Regions from separate parts of the Hordeum vulgare genome. Here region 1 is linked to region 2. A link is a contact called in public Hi-C data. All regions are on one chromosome and are shown on one strand. The core of a region is the stretch at or near the end of the contact, and the rest is flanking DNA. Distances in the headings are between cores, read along the strand shown.

Region 1 (3,317 bases), core at 23-2,522, 540 kb after region 2:
TGGTTAAGGGCATTCCCAACCACCTAGTTAGGGATAGCCATTTTTTTGTTTGGTTGAAAGGATGGTGTTATCCCATGTTCTGTTTGGTTTGAGGGATATAAATGAAGGGGAGGAGTGGCGGCGCGGAGGAAGGAGACGATCAGCTGGTAACAGAGGAAGGGGAGGAGCGGCAGCGCGGAGGAAGGAGACGGCCGACTGGTGAGAGAGGAAGGGGAGGAGCTGCGTCGCGGAGGGCGGAGAGGAGCGGCCGGCGGCGCGGAGGTAGGAGAGGAGCGGCCGACGGCGCGAAGGAAGGAGAAGAATGGACGGCGGCGCGCACGGCGAAGAGGAGCGACCGGCGACGCGGAGGGCGGAGAGGAGCGGCCGACGGCGCGGAGGTAGGAGAGGAGCGGCCGACGACGCGATGAAAGGAGAGGAATGGACGGCGGCGCGCAAGGCGAAGAGGAGCGGCCGGCGGCGCGGAGGTAGGAGAGGAGCGGCCGACGACGCGGAGGAAGGAGAGGAACGAAAGGCGACGCGGAGGGCGGAGTGGAGCGGCGGGTGGCGCGGACGACGGAGAGGAGCGGCGGGTGGCCCGGAGGGCGGAGAGGAGCGGCCGGCGCCGCGGAGGGCGGAGAGGAGGGATGCTGCGGCGACCCCCCGTTTTGGGCGGTTGACCCCATCCCCTTTTTGAGGAAATATTCTTAGCATGTGGCTACCCTTGTCCTTCCTCGCCTCGGATCCAAACAAATGGCATCCCTCACATAGAAGGGATATCCTTGTCATTCGGAGAATATCTGTGCAAGCAAACACACCCTACCAATGGGTTGGTTATACATAGTCCACCATCCCCTCGCATACTACCGTACTAATTAATTAATTTTAGCATTTATACATGTCCACTACTAATTGTAGCATATGTTTTGATGATTAGATTAGCAACGTTCTAAGAGAAGCAATTTTTTAATATTGAAGATTCTTCAAAGATTGTTGATATTTTTGAAAATTTGTATTCTTTAGAAAACAAAAAAAATGGAAAACAAAGAATACACTAAAGAAAGAACGAACATAAAACTGGTTGAAGAACCTTCTGGAAAGTTCCAAAAATCGTCCACAAAGGTTCCCAAGACCAGAACCGTATGTAAATTGTTTTATAAGTGTATATTAACGGTTGTAGTGCGATTTTTGGCTAAAATAAAAACGACCATATGAGGTCTGTAGCAATTATACACAGGTATTGGAACCAAACCGACAATCCAAGCGTGCCCTAAATGGTCGGCCAATTATAGCATCGCTATCTCCATGCATGTCCGGTTCAACGTTAACCTGCCGCATGGGGCGTCATATAGGAATTGCACAGCACTAATCGTATATTCGGTGCTTGAGACGTTTGTTTCTTCGAAAATTGCAAACGGACGCCCATTTTTCTTTCTTTTTGTTGTTGGCTAGTAATATTTCACAAAAAAAAGTGCGGCCAACGGGAACAAACGCGCAGGACCTTCTATTGGATGCATTGTGCCTTCAATAGCTGTAGCTTCGCATAGGCCGGGGAAAAGCGACTGGGCCACTGCCGCTAGCGAATCGACTGTACCGGGCCAGTTAATCAGCTTGTTTTCTTTTCTATTTTTATTTACTTATTTTCCTTTTCATTTTTTCTTTTTTCTCTTATTCTTTATGTTCTATTGTGTTTCTCTTTCTCTTTTTTCAAAAATCTTACCATTTTGAAGTTTTTTGACTTTCTGAAACTTAAACAGCTTTCGTATTTACAAACACAGGTTATAATTGAAATTTTATTGAATATCTAAAGAAATTTTAAAAACACAAAGAAATTTATTAACAGGAGCATTTTAAAAACTTAGAACATGTTTAAAAAAAATAAATTATTTTGAAATATGTAAACAATATTTGAAGCAGGAACATTTTTTCAACATATGTATACTGTTTGAAACACAATTGTTTTTGAATTTACGTACATTTTTTGAAAAGGGAAACATTATTTAGAAAATGAAGAACATTTTCGAAAACTCCCCAACATTTTTAGAATTGCTGAACAAAGTTTGAATTGTTTTCAATTTGTGAATAAATTAAAAACAAATAGAAATGTTTTTTGTAAAACAGGAACATTTTTTATAAAAATGTGAAAACAAGAATATTTTATGAATATTGTGACCAATTTATGAAAAAAGTAACATTTTTTGAAATTTGTAAATAATTTTTGAACTGAGAATATTTTTCAACTTATGTACACTTTTTGAAACACGAACATTTTTTGAATTTACGTACATTTAAAAAAAACTATTCTAAAAAGATGAAGAATTTTTTCTAAAATTCCTGAACATTTTCGAATCATGAACATTTTTAGAATTGGTGAACAAAATTTGAGGAACGTATGAATTAGGGTAATTTCAAATCATGAACATTTTCAAATCATAAACGCGTCGATAATTTCAAAACTGTTCTTAAACTATAATGAATTAGGAGGATGTTCTACATGAAAAAGTTGCGCCTCATCGATATCATTTCAACACTGTATCATTTGCTTCGTTCCGACGAGCGGTTTGAATTTTTTTTATGAAAATACGCTCGCTGCAACACGTAGACAGTGGCATTGTTTTCAAAATTCATTTACAACCATAAGGAATCTTAACAAATGACCAACGTATGAAAATTGCTCTTATTCCACAGTTTTTCAACTTTGTATCGTACGCCTCGTTCCAATGAACCGCTTATAAACTGCAGCAAAAAACGTACAAAAAATCGATAATCTTAAAAAACAGAATTCTGTTTTCTTAGTAAATTTAATATTACTCTCAAACTGTAGGGAATTAGAGAATAAAATATATATGAAAAAGTTACGCCCCGATGATACCTTTCAAGCGCCATATCGTTTACTTCATTCCGACGAGCAGTTTAGAAAAAAAACGCGAAAATACACTCGTTGCATCCCGTCATCCGCTCACTATTTTTGAAACTGCTCTTAAACCATGATAAATCTCAAAAAGTGTTTAACATGACGAAGTTGGAAATTTTCCGTAGCAATCCAACGTATATTATACACCTTGTTCGGTCAAACGGTTTAAAAACTGAAGCAAAATCGGTGTTTAAAAACGCGTGCAGTTTTTTCTGTGACATTACAATGCTGGTTTGATATGAATATAGTGCACTAGCATTGAACGTGTAGTTGAAAAGTGTTTGCTGAATAACTATTCTGCTAATATTAGCAGAACAGATCTATATTTTTTATTTTTTACATCAAATTTTAAGTAATGGATCAATATTAATGTAACTATTTGTATTCCAAATGTAATTTATATACGAAACGGTCATAAGATTACCTA
Region 2 (3,130 bases), core at 539-3,038:
GAACTGCTGCATGCTCTTCATGTACATGTCCATGATCTCCTTCTGGTTCACTTGCACCTCCTGCTCGAAGTTGAAGCTCATCGCCGGCGGAGGTTTGTCCACCGCGTTCTCAGACACAGTGCTGGGTGAGTTCACCGCCGGGCTCTCCTGAACGGTGTGAGACGAATCGACCTCCGCCGCGTCCGCCGCGTCTGAGGCCTTCTCCTTCTGGCCTGCTGAGGAGAGGGCGTTTCCTGACGGCTCGGACGGGTTGGACTGCGGGGTAGCCGGGACGGCCGCGGCCGGGGACTCCGTGGTGGACACGCTGCTGACTGCCGTCTCGCTCCGGAAGGCGCCGGCCGAGGAGTCGGCGGTGCTGTAGTCCGTCGAGAAGCTCTGCACAACTCGCACGCCGGCGTCGTGGGACTCGGTGGCGGCGCCATCCACGTCCTCTGAGGTCAGGAGGCTCTCGGAGCTCTGCGTTTCCATGGCCGTGCACGGCAGACCAACATATTCCGAGAGCATAATCTGGTTTTCCTCCACAAGATTCATGTCAGGGAACTCCATATTCTCGTAGTCTTTCCCTGCGCCAGCGCCGGCTCCGTCGCCGGCGTTCTCGGCCTCGTCCGGGTCGGCCAGCGCAGGCTTGGGCGTGGGCGAGACGGGAATGACATCGGGCACGACCCCGATGTAAGAGAGCTCGAGCTCCAAGAAGCCGGCCGGGGAGTGGAAGAGGTCGTTGGTGGAGAGCGGGAATTCGCGCGCGAGCGTGCCGCCCTCGGCGGCGACGACGTCCGGGAGCGGCACGAGCGCGAACCCCAGCAGCTGGTCCTGCAGGTAATTCTTGACCCGGCTGAGCATCCAGACCTCGCAGCGGAGCGCGGCGTCGACGTCCCCCGCGCGCACGCCGACGCGCACCGACTGGTCAAACACCGGGTTGCGGCCTCCGCCATTGATTACCTGCGTGGAGGCCGCCGGCGCGCCCTCCCCCGGCAGCGACAGGCGCGCGTACACATCCTGCTTGTGGTAGATGCAGATGTTCTGAATGTCCCGCGCGCTCCGCACGTGCACGTCCACGTACCCGATCAGCTCCCCGCCCCCGTTCGTAGCGGCGGCCGGCGCAGAAACCGCCTCCATCTGCTGCTGCTGCTGCTGCGACTCCATGACGAAGAAAGCACCTCCGCCGCTAGCTGCTCCGCAACTGTAACCAAGAAACAAACACGAATCAAATGAAATCCATACAAGATTGGCGTTAATTTCGGAACACAGGTGGGAGAGCAGCTGAATGGTCAAAATCCAAGATTAGGTGCGCAAGTTGGAGACAAGGAACTGTCGGCAGATGATTATACTACTCCTACAGCGAACCAAACCGGAACTGCACACCAGCCAACTCGATTCAATCGACTACTCAAACAGCAACCGGGGATAAAGAACTCCGTAACAGATTTTACATGCTAGGGAGAGGTCGATCGATGCACAGGTCCCCCATCTCATCACAACCAAGGGAAAGCGCAAGAGAGCAAGGGCTCAAATCCCACGGAAAACATGGAAGCACACACGAGGGGAGGAAACTCAGAGCATGCTTACCTTACCCTGTGTCCCTGTGTGTGTGTCTGGTCTGTCCTGGAGATTTGAGAAGAAGCAGCAGCACCACTGGAATCAGGCGCGGAGGAGAGAGCAGCGGGCAGGGTGAGGCTGAGAGTCGGGAGGGGCTCGAGGATGGATATAACGCCAAAGTCCAAAGGGAATTAGGGCAGTAGCACGAGATTTTTTTATAGCCCCCTGCCCGCCCTTGGCCTTTCTTTTCTACGGGAGGACTACACCCTTTACCTAACTACGCTCGCTTTTATTGCCTAGTTTGGCTTGGCCTTACCAGCCAGCCAGCCATCCTCCTCAGACCACAGCACAGCAGCCTAATCTACTCCTACAGGCATGATGATAATTAGTTTGTTTAATCGGTGGTATTATTGGCATGCTTAGATTTAGATTATTCAGATTAGTATACGATGGGCAGTATCGCGACCGCACACTTAGCCGTCAGGCGACTGCGCATGTTGTGGGGAGATAGTAGAAAATTGCGTGCCGCCGTGGCTTTAGAGAACCAGACGCATATACGGGTGGAAAATACGGGAAAGGGCGGGGAAAAGGGGTCGCGCGGCGTGGGCTCGGGTCGCAGGCGGGCGGGGGGCGCTTTGTTGCGCTGGTCTTTCAAGTTTCCACAGCGCCGAAAAGTCAAAGTGATTCTGCGAGCGCAAGCGGCCTGGGCTTGGAGCCTTGTGGCTGGCCGCAGCGCGTGACGGGACCAGCCAATGGGACGCCTCCACCTCCGCGCGCGGCAAAGCTTTTTGATATATTTTTTTAGGGATGGCAAAGCTTTTTGATGGGAGGCTGCGTTTCGTTTTTGTTTCGAATTGAAATTGACGGGAACCGTCTGGGCGGGCCGGAGGGAGGGGAAGAGGAAGGAAGGAGGAGAGAGTTCGCGCGGGTGGGTGTGGTGGGGCGCGTCGCTGTCAGCGGGGGGCCCGGCGCGGCCGCACGCTTGCGCAGAGTTTTCAAAGTAGATATCATCCGCTTCTGCGGCCGCCATCATTCCTCGCCCGCCCTCACCGGCCCATCGACCCCTCGCTCGCTCGCTCCGGCGGCTGCCGCGAGAGGACGATTTTACTGTTTTGATCTTTTTTATAGTTTAGTCTGATGTGATCCTGTTTGTGTAAGAATATCGGATCTGATCGTTTTCCTACCTCCGTTGTGGTGTAGGTATATACTCCCTCCGTTCTTAAATATAAGTCTTTTAAGCGATTTCACTAGTGGACTACATACGGATGTATATAGACATATTTTAAAGTGTACATTTAATCATTTTGCTCCGTATGTAGACACATAGTGAAATTGCTTAAAAGACTTATATTTAGGAACGGAGGGAGTACATTCTACCGTTACTTTCTGCAGCGATAGAGTTCGAATCAACACAGACGACGTCGTTTGATCTCACTGACGTAGATAAGTTGCTATCACCACTCCTTGTGACGATAGGGTGTGTATATCTACCGACACAGACAACAGGTGACAGTAGGGTGTTCAGACAGTTAATTCCATCAGAAAGAAATTAATTGTATGAACATCCGATGGTGACGATAGGTATACACACTCT

What was found. A called contact is a pair of places that touch in the nucleus more often than the background predicts.
Region 1: a contact with region 2 is called in a Hi-C map of leaf, with 4 times the contacts expected there. The contact joins the enhancer-like site here to the promoter of LOC123425529 in region 2. A contact is called at or near these places in 2 of 6 Hi-C or Micro-C datasets (leaf and seedling).

The regions. Positions count from the first base shown.
Region 1 is chr2H:133,746,664-133,749,980 of MorexV3_pseudomolecules_assembly, forward strand. No RefSeq gene overlaps it. Among protein-coding and RNA genes, the nearest start is that of LOC123425873, 140 kb to the left of the region's middle. Within about 2 kb of position 1,273, at least 2 of the 3 cell types and tissues checked have open chromatin away from gene starts, as enhancers often do. A contact at or near this core is called in leaf, where this site is marked.
Region 2 is chr2H:133,204,314-133,207,443 of MorexV3_pseudomolecules_assembly, forward strand. It overlaps LOC123425529, which reads right to left and starts at 1,789. Exons shown (of 2, transcript XM_045109219.1): 1 at 1,572-1,789; 2 at 1-1,180. The coding sequence starts at 1,143.